Regions from separate parts of the Mus musculus genome. Here regions 2 and 3 are each linked to region 1. Evidence: chromatin contacts called from public Hi-C and HiChIP or PLAC-seq data. All regions are on one chromosome and are shown on one strand. Each heading gives the region's core, a stretch centred on a gene start, on an enhancer-like site or on the middle of the called end of the contact. The rest is flanking DNA. Distances are from core to core; before and after follow the strand shown.

What was found. A called contact is a pair of places that touch in the nucleus more often than the background predicts. HiChIP or PLAC-seq counts read pairs in DNA pulled down with a chosen protein or histone mark.
Region 2: a BATF HiChIP or PLAC-seq map of CD8 T cells shows a contact between it and region 1, with 15 read pairs. The contact joins the enhancer-like site here to the promoter of Dnajb6 in region 1. A contact is called at or near these places in 2 of 39 promoter capture datasets (erythroid cells and macrophages), 17 of 484 Hi-C or Micro-C datasets (the C10 cell line, the HPC-7 cell line, cerebral cortex and 5 more), 10 of 115 datasets of contacts at active chromatin or transcription factors (CD8 T cells, the HPC-7 cell line, astrocytes and 5 more) and 2 of 9 other capture datasets (adipose tissue and liver).
Region 3: a Hi-C map of 8-cell embryo shows a contact between it and region 1, with 2.8 times the contacts expected there. The contact joins the enhancer-like site here to the promoter of Dnajb6 in region 1. A contact is called at or near these places in 2 of 39 promoter capture datasets (3T3-L1-derived adipocytes and macrophages), 1 of 15 datasets of contacts at CTCF or cohesin (the NIH/3T3 cell line), 13 of 484 Hi-C or Micro-C datasets (8-cell embryo, the AML12 cell line, the G1E-ER4 cell line and 6 more), 12 of 115 datasets of contacts at active chromatin or transcription factors (the HPC-7 cell line, bone marrow-derived macrophages, embryonic fibroblasts and 4 more) and 3 of 9 other capture datasets (adipose tissue, liver and pancreatic islet).

Annotation. Positions count from the first base shown.
Region 1 is chr5:29,733,333-29,737,558 of GRCm38.p6, reverse strand. It overlaps Dnajb6 (DnaJ heat shock protein family (Hsp40) member B6), which reads right to left and starts at 1,661. Exons shown (of 8, transcript NM_011847.4): 1 at 1,443-1,661. It overlaps Gm5129 (predicted gene 5129), which reads left to right and starts at 1,623. Exons shown (of 1, transcript NR_028426.1): 1 at 1,623-2,225.
Region 2 is chr5:29,770,423-29,774,694 of GRCm38.p6, reverse strand. It overlaps a transcript of Dnajb6 not described here. Among named protein-coding and RNA genes, the nearest start is that of Gm5129, 37 kb to the right of the region's middle. Within about 2 kb of position 1,839, at least 94 of the 459 cell types and tissues checked have an H3K27ac peak or open chromatin away from gene starts, as enhancers often do. A contact at or near this core is called in CD8 T cells, the HPC-7 cell line, astrocytes and 3 more, where this site is marked.
Region 3 is chr5:29,692,005-29,695,886 of GRCm38.p6, reverse strand. All of the region lies in intron 2 of Gm42245 (a long non-coding RNA gene), which reads left to right. Among named protein-coding and RNA genes, the nearest start is that of Gm42245, 5.9 kb to the left of the region's middle. Within about 2 kb of position 2,141, at least 6 of the 459 cell types and tissues checked have an H3K27ac peak or open chromatin away from gene starts, as enhancers often do. A contact at or near this core is called in 8-cell embryo, where this site is marked.

The DNA of each region.
Region 1 (4,226 bases), core at 412-2,911:
CAGGTAGATTTGAGTTCAAGGCCAGCCTGGTCTACAAAGTGAGTTCAGGGACAGCCAGGGCTACAGAGAAACCCTGTCTCAAAAACAAACAAACAAACAAACAAAAAGACAGGCATGGTCTGCCTGGGCAAGAGTGAAGAGAAGACTGAAACTTCCAAGTCAACCATACCTACAAAAGGCAGCATTTCTTCCCATATTTCTTTCATGTTCTTCCTAATTCCAAAGCTCCACCCAAGTGTGTGTACTGATGACACCGTAATCACACACCGGAGGGCAATTCGGCCTGTGGTGGCGATATCCCAAAGTACAACAAAGGAGTCCTTCCAGGAATCAGTAAGTCTACTGTGGGGTTTACTTTACAAACAAGAACAGACTAAGTTCAAATATCAGGGCGCTTGTTCTTTAGGTTGTTCCCTCCTCTGGCTTTTATGTCCAATATTTCTACTAAAACAGTTGCCTTAAAGTTGGTATCACTTCCCTAGCAAGCTGAGCGTCCTGAGATTCTACGGCCTAGAATGCGTAAACCCTAACCACAAATCTAAGGTTCAAATAAAGACGTTACAAAAAAACCAAAGTGGCTGCACTGGGCAGGCACTCCCCACCTTAGAAGGTGGGACCATCCCCACCATTCCCTTTCAACGGTTCACATACAACTTCTTCGGTAACAAAGCTTTTAAAACTTGACAAACCCCTCCTGTTTAAAAAAAAAAAAAAAAACTCCATCTCCAAAGTTTTTAAGACCTTTTAGTTTGCAGTGCAGAGTTCCTTGTCAACACAACCGAAGTAAATTAAGACTTAGTGTAAACTCCAGTTACATAAACTTTGTTACGTAAACCACAGCAAAGCAACCTTCGAGGCCAACATCAAACTAGTTTTAAAAGTAAGCTGAGCCAGGCGGGTCGCCTAGCAAACTTCCCAACAGTCCCTGGAAACCGCCTTGGCCTTCCCACCCGGCCCCCTTCGCTGCCTGGAGGCCTGGGCCGGTGATTGCGCCTTCCATGGGAGTCCTGCTCTTCGCAGGCCACCTGACCCCTTGCTTGCAGAATGCAGTGAGGACGCCAGGACTGGGTGACACCAGCCTTGCCTACTCCTGGAGCTCTGCGGCCGACCTAGCGCGTGCCGGACCCAACCGCCACCTTCGACCAGAGAACTAGGGAAGCGGACCGCAGCTAAGCCCCGAGCTAGGCCTGACCAAGAACGGCAAACGCTCTCCACAGACCCAATCTACAACCGGCCCAGACCAGGAACACCTTAAGCCCCAGACCTAGACACAAGACTACAGCCTAGACTGGAACCCGTTCGGCCTTGTGAGCAGTACCGGCCCCACTGTCGACCCGGTTCCTGCACCCGTATTCCGGGAGCCAAGCGGGTTAGCCCATTCGCAGGCCTTCCCCTCCCGCCGTAGTCAACCCTGCTTTTCGCCGCGGCTCGCGGACCCTCACCGAGGACACGGCGGCCAGCGAGGAGGGAAGTCAGGCGGCCGGTCTCCTCGCGGCTGTGGCACAGCTGCGCTGGTGGCGGTGGCGGCGGCGGCGTCTCCTCGCGCTTTCCTTTCTCTTCTTTTCTCCAACAACAAACAGGAAGTGCGTCACGCGGTGGCGGCGCGGCCCGGCGACGTCGACTTCCGCCCGGCCCTGAAGCTAACGTGCGCAGCAGCCTCCGTGCGCGTCGGACTTGATAGCGCTGGTCTAGCGTTCCGGAAGATTCTCGGAGCTGAGGACGGTGGGATTCTGGAGGGTTTACATAGGCGAAGGTGGCTGAATAGGGCGGGAAGCGTCCCCTTGCGCAAGCTCTGTGCCTGGAGGGCTCTAAAGCCTGAGGCGACTGTAGCCGAACCAAGGAGCCTGCGTTTGCCCGGAAGCAGGCTGGGAGGAAGGACGCTCACAGCCTCTGACACAGTGGATTCGGAGATAAGGACCTGATAGCGTAGTATGACTCACACTCCTATGGACTTGGAGAATTGTGGTCCCGAGGTTCGGCCGACCCAACAAGCAGGCCCGACTTAGAGTGAACCGTGAGAGGCCTCATCATTACCAACTCGCAGTGCTGAATCCAGGGTCTAGATTTCAAACACGGTTATTTTAAAGATGTATTTACTTTTTGTATGTGAATGTACTGTCTTCGGACACACCCGAGAAGGACATCAGATCCCACAATAAGCTCCTGTCTCAATAAATCAATAAGCTCCTGTATAAATAAATAGACATTTAAATCCTCACCCCACCCCCACTTACACCCATAGGATGAGTAGTTTTTCATCTTGCCCAGTAAGTTTCAAAAGGTTAGCTAACACTGCACTGGAAAGTAAGAATGAAAGAGAACATATTGATCTCAGAATGTTATGGTTGGACGCCCACCTTCTCAACGCCTGAGAAGGACAAGCACAGAAGATGTGGAGACCCATGATCTGAAGTCACAGATCCTTGGATGCTCCCTCACATGTAGGATATACTCAACTCCAGATAGAACCCTCCAGAATGGCTCCTTGTCTCCTTGCTTCTGTTCTGCCCCCAAGGTTCCCAAACACTACACTTCCCCTTTTGTGAAACATAGAATTTGGCCAGATCTCTTTTCTAATTGACTTTCAGCCCTACAAGATGGCTGTCCAAGACTGAAATGAAAACTAAGCACAAAAGTTCCCGCCCTTTCCTTTACCTTCCTCCACCTCTCCTTCCACCTTTCTGCTCTCAATCTTACCCACTACCACCCTCAATGGCAGGAATCAAGGAGTCTGGCCTAGTGACGAGTGGAAGGTGTGTGTGCTTGCATACTCCAGGGCTGACAGCCCAGCAACCCAAGCTTTCTATTGAAGCAGCGCCGAAAGACAAAGCCAGTTATAAGGTAGAGAATAGGGAAAGGAGTCCCCTCGCCTCAGAGTCTGGCTGAAGCCTCTTGCCACATGACATTTAAGAATTCTAACACGCAGGGCAGTGGTGGCAAATGCCTTTAATCCCAGCACTTGGGAGGCAGAGACAGGCAGATTTCTGAGTTCCAGGCCAGCCTGGTCTACAGAGTGAGTTCCAGGACAGCCAGGGCTGCACAGAGAAACCCTGTCTCAGAAAAAAAAAAAAAAAAAAAAAAAAGAATTCTAACACAGGGTCTGAGGAGATGACTCAGTAAAAAACATTAGTTGCTCTTTCTAGAGGATCTGAGTTCAATTCCCAACACCCATATCAGGTGATCCACAACTGCCTAGTACTCCAGCTCCAGGGGATGTGATTCACTCCAGACATGTGCATGTTTGCATGTAGACCTAGTTTTATCTTTCCCCAGAGCTTTCAAAAGACCCATGATATTAAATCTATATTAAAGTCTTTTGGGGGCTGGGAATGAACACCTTGTTTGTTTGTTTGTTTATTATTATATCTAAGTACACTGTAGGTGTTTTCAGATGCACCAGAAGAGGGCATCAGATCTCATTACGGTTGGTTGTGAGGCACCATGTGGTTGCTGGGATTTGAACTCAGGACCTTTGGAAGAGCAGTTGGTGCTCTTAACCACTGAGTCATCTCTCCAGCCCCAATGAACACCTTATTAATCCCAGAATTTGGGAGGTAGAGGTGGAGGATCTCTGTGAGGTCAGTTCATCCAAGACTACAGAATATATAGAATGAGACTTCTGTTTTTAAAAAAAGCGGAAAAAAAAATGAAAAAAAAAATATAGGTCTCTGAAAAGAAATCCTCAGGCATCACTTCCATTTCCTGGTTTTTTGTTTTGTTTTTTGGTTTTTGATTTTTGTTTTTTTTTTTTTTGTTTTGTTTTGTTTTTTTTTTTGAGGCAAAGTCTTACTGTCTTGTTTGTGTAGACCTCACTGGCAACAACCTTGAGATAATCTTCTTGCCTTAACCTCCAGAAATTAGAAATTACAGGTAAGAGCCACCATATTCAACACCCCTTGACTGAACAATTTGGAAAAAAAGTGTTCATGGATCTGGGAGTATAAGCCAGGGCTCCAGACAAGCCTTGTGTGCACCAGCTCCTGGGTTCAATCTCTTGAAGACATTTTTCTCAGTGACAACAAAGACACACAAACAGAGTTAATTTCTCTTTGCAGAATAGTGTGCCATGACCCAAACTAAGCTAGCAAGCATAACACAAGTTCAGATTTGTATCTTTTTCCCTTTGGCTGGGACAATCTGACCTCAGTCTTGTGGCTGGCTAGGGTTTTTTTTTTTTTTCCTTTTTTTTTTGGGGGGGGGGGGGTTGTTGTTTGGTTGGTTTTTGA
Region 2 (4,272 bases), core at 590-3,089, 37 kb before region 1:
CGTAACTTATATTTGTATTTTGCCTGCTTATTATCAAGAGTTACAGACAATTGTGAGCTGCCATGTGGGTGCTGGGAATTGAACCTGAAAGAGTCAGTCAGTGTTCTTAACTGCTGAGCTGTCTCTCCTGCTCCTTTGATGCCTGTTTGGAGCGTTTTATGGGGAGGGAGAGGGTGGTTGTTTCGGATTTGTTTTTCGTTTTCTGTTTTTTGAGATGTGTGCCGCTGGCTACCCTGGAACTCACTCTGTACTCCTGAGTGCTAGGATCAAGGGCATGTAACACACCCAACCACCTTACACTCACTTTTTAAAAAATATATGTAATTTATTTTATGTGAGTACACTGTCACTCTCTTCAGAGACACCAGAAGAGAGCTTTGGATCCCATTACAGCCACCTTGTGGTTGCTGGGAATTGAACTCAGGACCTCTGGAAGAACAGTCGGTGCCATCTCACAAGTCCCATATTCACCTATTTTCTTTCCTTTTTTGAAAAAGTGGGTTTGTTTTGATGCTGGTGACCCAAACCAGAGCCTAAGGCAAGTCAAGCACTGGTCCACACCCGGGGTTATGAGGTCATGTTTCTTTTCCACTTGGGGAACGAAACACACCAGAAAACATATGCCTTGAAACAACTAATGAAAATTTAAAACAAACTCACGATCTGACAGTGTCCCCAGCCAAGACACTGAGGTCGCCCGGAAGCTGAGACAGAAAGACTTGGCAACTGTCACAGAGTGTGGTACGGCTTCAGATCTGAGTCCAGCTGAATGTGGGTACTGACTTCACATAAGCTCCTCCCCAAGTACACAAGGAGAAAGAAGTCTATTTCACTAGGTCATTAATGCCATCAACCTGATATTTCGTCTGTATCACCTGCTGGCTCACAAGATGAAGTCAGTCACACCACTGGCGTCAAAACATGTGCCAGGCACTGGGACTGGCACACAGGGTTCTTGTTCTTAGACTTAGTGCTGTAGTTTCAAACAAACTCTGCACTGTCGGTCTCAAATGAACACAACAGAATGAGGACATCTGTGAGAGGACACGCTTGAGCAGCCAGAAAGTGAGAAACCAAGTGGGGCATGTATAAAACCAGCCTGGCATGAAGGAAGGTGTGACAGCAGGGTCATCTTAGGAAACCGACATTAGTAGAGAAGAGTTAGGAAGCGCACAAGTAGGCAAAAGTCACATTTCATCTGGAGACCTAGAAACCAGGGAATCCCGAAAGCACTAATTTCAACAGGACAGTAATTTTATTTCTAACTCAGGCTAGACAAGTACCCTACCACTGAGTCACATCCTCAGTCTTAAAAAGGGCCATGTCCTCTGGGGTCAGAAGATACATGGAGTGACTATGAAAATAACTGGTGAGCTGGGTGACACTTACAATCCCAGCATTTAGGATGCTAAGACAAGAGCTGAGTTCCACAAATGAGTTCCAGGGTAGAGCCCCTGCCTCTGTGGTTAAGAACTATGAAAAGCACCAGTTGAGCTTCTTCTGGTGCTGTGTCACAAACATCCTGAACTCACTGAGTCACAGTGGACAAGACAAACAGCCAAATGACTTCCAGCAGCCGAGTGTAGTTGGTATGCCCTAACGTGTCAGTTCCATGTGGTGGCACACAAATCCCATTGCTCATACCCATCAAAAGCCCTGGGTAAAGGTGCCCATAGTCAATCATTTCTCAGACCAGTAGGGCTGGCAATTAATGGGCATCTTAAAAACACCAACTGTTCCCATAACCAGGGCCAAATGCTGTTAGTTACAGATGGTGCTGCATAGCAACTCCCTGCACCCCACAGCCGTGGCCACTCCTGTAGCACCCTCTAGGACCAGAGCCAGATCTTATGGGGAACAAACGCAAGGCAGCATCAGACTTCACTTCCCTCTGTCACATGAGTACCAGTAAAAAGACAAACAGGGCTGAAAGGTGGTGGACATAAACCAGATGCCACTTAGTAAATTCTTTTGGAGCTGGGGAAATGGCTCAGCAGTTAAAAATCTGCTCCTAAAATCCAAACCAGAGCTGGGCAGTGGAGGCACACACCATTAATCCCAGCACTCAGGAGGTAAAGGCAGGTGCATGTCTTAAAGTTGGGGTTCTAGAGTTCCAAGACAGCCTTGAAACCTCAAAAATAAATTGGGGGGTACTTTTTTTTGAGTCTTACTGCATTGATAGTTCATCAAGGAATGGAAACAAAATAGAATTCTCCACTTCTGTCTCTGTATCTGTCTGTGATTGCTGGCTTATCTGCAGCATTTTCCCCTTTCAGCCCCAGAAACCTTGTAAACCAAGTGATACCAGCATTAATGATGAGAAAATATCAGGACACAGACACAGCTGAAATGAATCTTGTAAAGGCCAGGCAGATGCCAGCTTTCTGAGTCATTTCTTGTCAGCTTAGACCACTCAAAACACTGGAAAGCTAGAGGCAGTAAATCTGCAGGTTGGCCACCCCCAATAGTGGTATGTCTCTCTTCCTGCCACTGTGATGAAATACTCTGACAGACAGTAGGGTAGAAGAGCAGTAGTCGGTTACAAAGAGCAGCACAGGATGTTGACCATTAGTGTCCCAGCCACAGAACGGTGCCAGCCACAGGTGCAGGTTCTCACCTCAAATAACCAAAAGAATCCTCTACATACACACCCAGACACCTATCTCCCAGTTCTGGGTATCAGGGCTATCGATTACTACAAAAAGTCCCAGAGAAAATGGATAAATTTCAGGATCTATTTCCTCGAAACTGGTAGAAAGAAGACTTTTTTTGTATTGTTTTGGTTTTTTGTTTTATTGAGACAAAGTTTCTCCATTTAAAAAAAGTTTCTCAAAACCCGGGGCTGTCCTGGAACTGGGAACTAACTCTGTAGACCAGGCTGGTCTCAGTCAGAGATCTGCCTTCCTCTGTTTCCAAAATCAGGGATTAAAGGTATGTGCCACCTCCAGCTGGCTGAAAGGAGACTTTTTGTATATTAATCTTTCTAAAAGCAGCCTCTCGCAGAATATGATGCTGTCAGTAGGCTGGAGAGCTGGCTCTCCAGCATTTTGTATTCTCCCAGATGGCCTGAGTTTGGTTCCCAGCACCGCAGCCACCTCATCACCACCTATAACTCCAGCTTTAAGGAATCAGACAGGCTCTTGAGTTTACATTGAGTGCATGAACTATTATATTACGTGCCTCCTGAGAGAAATATATAATCCAAACCAAATCCTGGGGCTGAAAAGATCAGCAGTTACAGTGCTTGCCCTTCTAGAGGACCCAGATTCTATTCCCAGGATCCACAAGGCAGTTTACAACTATCTGTAACTCCTCTTCTAGTTTCCAAAGTCACTAAAAATTCATAGTACAGACATATATAGTCAAAACACCCATACAGATTTATTTTAATCCCACTATCACCTTAACAGTGTACAGCTACATGAAAGATGTGAACTCTATCTTTTTAAATCAAGAACAGGCTAGAGATGGCTCGGCAATCAAAAGCACTGGCCCTTCTTCCAGAGAAATTCTCAGCATTCATATGGTCCTGTGGTCCAGGGGATCTAATGCCCTCTTCTGGCCTCCTCATGCACTGCATAGTCATGGTGCACAAGCATACATGCAGACATCACTCACAAAATCAACAATGACAAGCCAAGTTTACATACAGTAGTAAGCACTAAGTTTTACCCCAGCACTGAACAATTTTTAAAAAAATAAATAACTGAAAGCTTGCTCAGCCAGGCCCCTGAGAAAATATCACAAGCACTCTACTCCTTAACCCAGGTCTTAAAGGAGTGAAGTGGAATGGCCAGAGCACTCTTAATCCCAGGGCTCAGGAGGCTGATCTAGGAGTTCTAGGCCAGCCTGGTCTACACAGCAAGTTTCCATCCATCCCTGTCTCAAATGAAAGGGTGTGAAAACATGTGGTATTTCTGAAGAGACTGCACAGCTCCACTCACACAGCAGCACAACACGCATACATGCAATACACAAACATAAATGCAAGGAAAACACCCATAAACCTAAACAGTGAATTTTAAAAGGTAAGTCAACCTAAAAACGCTTAGTGTGAGCTGACCTTCCAGGAAAACAAAACAAAACAAACCCCCCACTGACCTTACTATAAGGCACACTTTGAACAGAAACAAACCCTGAAAAACCAATTATGAAAGTAAAAATTGGGGGGAGGGTATAGGGAACTTTCAGGATAGCATTTAAAATGTAAATAAAGAATTTTAAAAAAGAAAAGTGAAAATTGGCCTAGCAAGCTGTCTCTATGGGTTTAAC
Region 3 (3,882 bases), core at 892-3,391, 42 kb after region 1:
TCGAACTAAAAAACCCGCCTGCCTCTGACTCCCGAGTGCTGGGATTAAAGGTGTGCACCACCAACGCCTGGCTTCACCTTGCCTGTCTTATCTCTGGTAGACCAAGCTAGTCTTGAACTCATAGAGATCTGCCTGCCTCTGTTTCCCAGACACTGGGATGTTGGACGATGTCCATCCCACCGCAGGGCATGGCCACTTGGGGAGGGGAGTTTGACTGTGCTTATCCCATGCTGTTGTCACAAGGGTGGGTGCCAGGCTGTAGGGAAGCTCTGAGACATCACTTTGAAGGTGGGAAAGTGCAGTCTAAGATACAGGAAAGCCGGAGCTGATTCGGGGGTTCGATGAGACCAGGGCCATGGGGTTCTCAGACTCTTGGACATCCAGGTGCCTCTGGGAGTTCTGGAAGAGCTGAGAACAGAGTCATGGGCCCTTGGGCTGGGGATAGAGTCTAGTCTAGGGCAGGGGGAAATGGGAGTTCCTGCTTGTCCCAGTGGTGATTGTCCTTAGTTGTTGGTGATGGTTGTGACTGGTAGTGCAGAGAGCCTTCTACAGGTTGTTCTGTAGTCAAATGCCTTCTCCGTGGCTCCCTACAGCGGATCTTGATGAAAGACACAGTCCATGGTTCTAAACAGGTTATTGGTTGTTCATGTGGAAAACAGGTGCATAATTTATACTCATTTCTCCGGGTGGACCTGAGATTAAATACGTTTTGCAAGGAGGAATGTCTGGGAAGGGAAGCTTATTGGCTAAACCCTCTGGACTGCTAGGTACATCTTTAGCACGGAGAACTCTGTTTTGGAGGACATGTTTCCAGGCTAGAGTGTCAGGGAGTGAGGACTTGCCTAAGTCTCAGGTGTGTGCCCACTGAGTCTCTGGGTCTCAACCTGGCACGGTTTTTATGTCCTATACCGGTATTAAAGGTGTGTGCCACCACCTTGTGGTTGTCTCTGTTCTTTCTTTTTTTTTTTTTCAATTGTTTGGGGGGGGGGGTTAGAATTATTTATTTATTTTATGTACATGAGTAACACCGTAGCTGTCTTCAGACATACCAGAAGAGGGCATTGGATCCCATTACAGATGGTTGAGAGCAACCATGTGGTTGTTGGGTATTGAACTCAGGACCTCTGGAAGTACAAGTTAGTGTTCTTAACCACTGAGCCATCTCTCCAGTCTCTGTCTCTGGTTCTTGAGAGGGCTGTTTGAGTTGTTTCTGGACCCTTGCTTCACTGAGGGCCCAGTTGGGTAAGGTGGTCTTCCCACTTAGCATGGATTACAGCCTCAATCCTAGGGCTGGTATTACTCACCTTTCATCTTTTAAATAGTATTTTGGGCAGACAAGGTGAGTCAGGGAGAAAAGACATTAGCTGTCAGGTTTGATAACCTGAGTTTGATCTCTGGGACCTGTATAAACTGATGGCATGACCACTCCTTGGTGTGGTTAAGGAGAAGTTTTGTTTGTTTCTGTTTTCTCTCTTTCTCTCTCCCTCTCCCTCCCTCTCCCTTTCCCCATACGCCCCTTTTCTCTCTCTGTCTCTGTGTCTCTGTCTCTCTCTCTCTGTCTGTCTCTCTCTCTCTGTGTGTGTCTGTGTGCTGTGTGCACAGAGCCCATGGAGAAGAGGGCATCAGACACCTGAAACTGGAGCAATGGGTGGTTGTGAGCTACTCTGTGGGTTCTGGGAACTGAACCTGGGTCCTCTGCCAGATCAGCAGCCAGTGCTCTCAACAGCTGAGCCATCTCTCCAGCCCTAAGGGGAAAGTTTTTATTGTAGATATGTGAGAGAAAACAGCCAAAGAAATCTGAGAGTCCAGAGTAGAGAGAGAAAGATGTAGACTGAACATGGTCAGCAGAGTGGATCTGGCCAGGGCTCTCTGTGAGCAGGGGATAGAATAGAGCAGATAGTGAGAGAAGCGGGAGCAGGGCAGAGAGAGCACATTGATAACAGCGGGGCTACAGAAAGAGTGGGCAGCTGGGGGTTGGCAAGCCCATAAGGACAGGGGAGCAGAGGAGACACAGTTCTCTGGAATGCTAGCTCTTCAGAGATTTTGAAATGTGTAGCAGGCACCCGTAATAACAGAATGTGCTTTGATATGTTGAGAAGACACTGTCAGAGGGAAGGGAAATTACTCCTTTTGGCAGAGGGGAACTAGTTTCACAAGTTCCTGAATGCTGGCTTTTATCTAACCACCAGAAATCCTTCTATAGTCAAGATTGAGCTCAGAAATGTCATTTCTGGCTGGGCGTGGTGGCACAGGCCTTTAATCCCAGCACTCAGGAGGCAGAGGCAGGTGAATTTCTGAGTTAGAGGCCAGCCTGGTCTACAAAGTGAGTTCCAGGACAGCCAGGGCTATACAGAGAAACCCCGTCTCGAAAAAAAAAAAACAAAAACAAACAAACAAACAAACAAAAAAGAAATAATAAAGAAATGTCATTTCTGAGTATTTGGACTGCCTTTGGGAAACTGGAGTTTCCTTTGGATCTGACAGAACCTACATGGTAGGAGAGAATTAACTTTGAAAGTTGTCCTCTGACCTACACACACACACACACACACACACACACACACACACTCTTCCTGCAGACAGCTCTCATTATCTCTATACTCATGGCCAGCTTTGAGCCTAAGACTCACATAATACCAGCCCACTGAGGGGATGAGAGAAACTCTGATGTCCTTTCTTGGGTCTGCTGAGAGGGTAGATTAGGGCTCTTGGGATTATATTCCTGCCACACTCAGGGAACATGGATAAGTTTCTCTGGCTTTGAGAATTCTGTGGCTTCCCCTGATGGTTCCTGTCCTTACCCTTGTTGTGGTGAGGTCTGGCTGGCCACCCATCATCCCTCTCAGTCTCCATCATAATGGCTACCTTCTCTGATTTTATGTGTGTGTGTGTGTAAATGTATATGTATATACTAATGTATATACTATAGCTGTCTTCAGACACACCAGAAGTGGGCATTTAGATCTCCTTACAGATGCTTGTGAGCCATCATGTGGGTGCTGGGAACTAAACTCAGGACCTATGGAAGAGCAGTCCAGGCTCTTAACCACTGAACCATCTCACCAGCCCATGTAAGGCATTTTCTTAACTAGTTATTGATATGGGAGGGACCAGTCTATGGTGGGTGGTTCCATCCCTGGGCTGGTGGTTCTTGGTTCTATAAGAAAGCAGGCTGAGCAAGAAAGGGGAAGCAAACTAGTAAGCAGCATCCCTCCATCAGCTCCCATCTCCAGGATACTTTCCTGCTTGAGTTCCTGTCCTGAAGTCCTTTGGTGATACACATTATACTGTAGTGTAAGCCAAATAAACCCTTGCCTTTCCTCCCTGTGGGGCAACGGGCTAGGGCTATGCACAGACAGCCTGGTTGGTCTCCACTCAAGCTTAGGTCTTGAAACCTGGTGGGACCCAGTGTGTGGTAATTTCCACCTACATGGGACTGAAGGCATTTAATCATGTCTCCTGACCCCCTAGCTCCTGTTGAAGTTACCACCCCACAGCCCCCACAGGAGGTTGTGTGGCTATCAGTCATGTAGGAGCAGCACCAAGCCTTCCCACACACAAATAAGGGATCTCCCAAACTATTCTCAAAAGGGCCCATAGCAGGAGCCCCCTCAATATTTACCAAGAGGGAGGCTGCAGCAGTAATATACTACTTCCCTGAAGATGAACCCCTATCCTCTGATTCAAAGAGCTACCCAGTCACTCTCCCCCAATATAAAGAATTATATGCCATCTATTTAGCTCTAAAAGAAGTCAAGGGCCCCCTTAACCTCTTTTCAGACAGTGTATATGCTGTCAATTTGCTCCCCTGGTTGTCAAGATCCTTCATCAAATTAGATGCCAACCCACTTTCCCCTCTACTCATACAAGTCTCTACCCTCC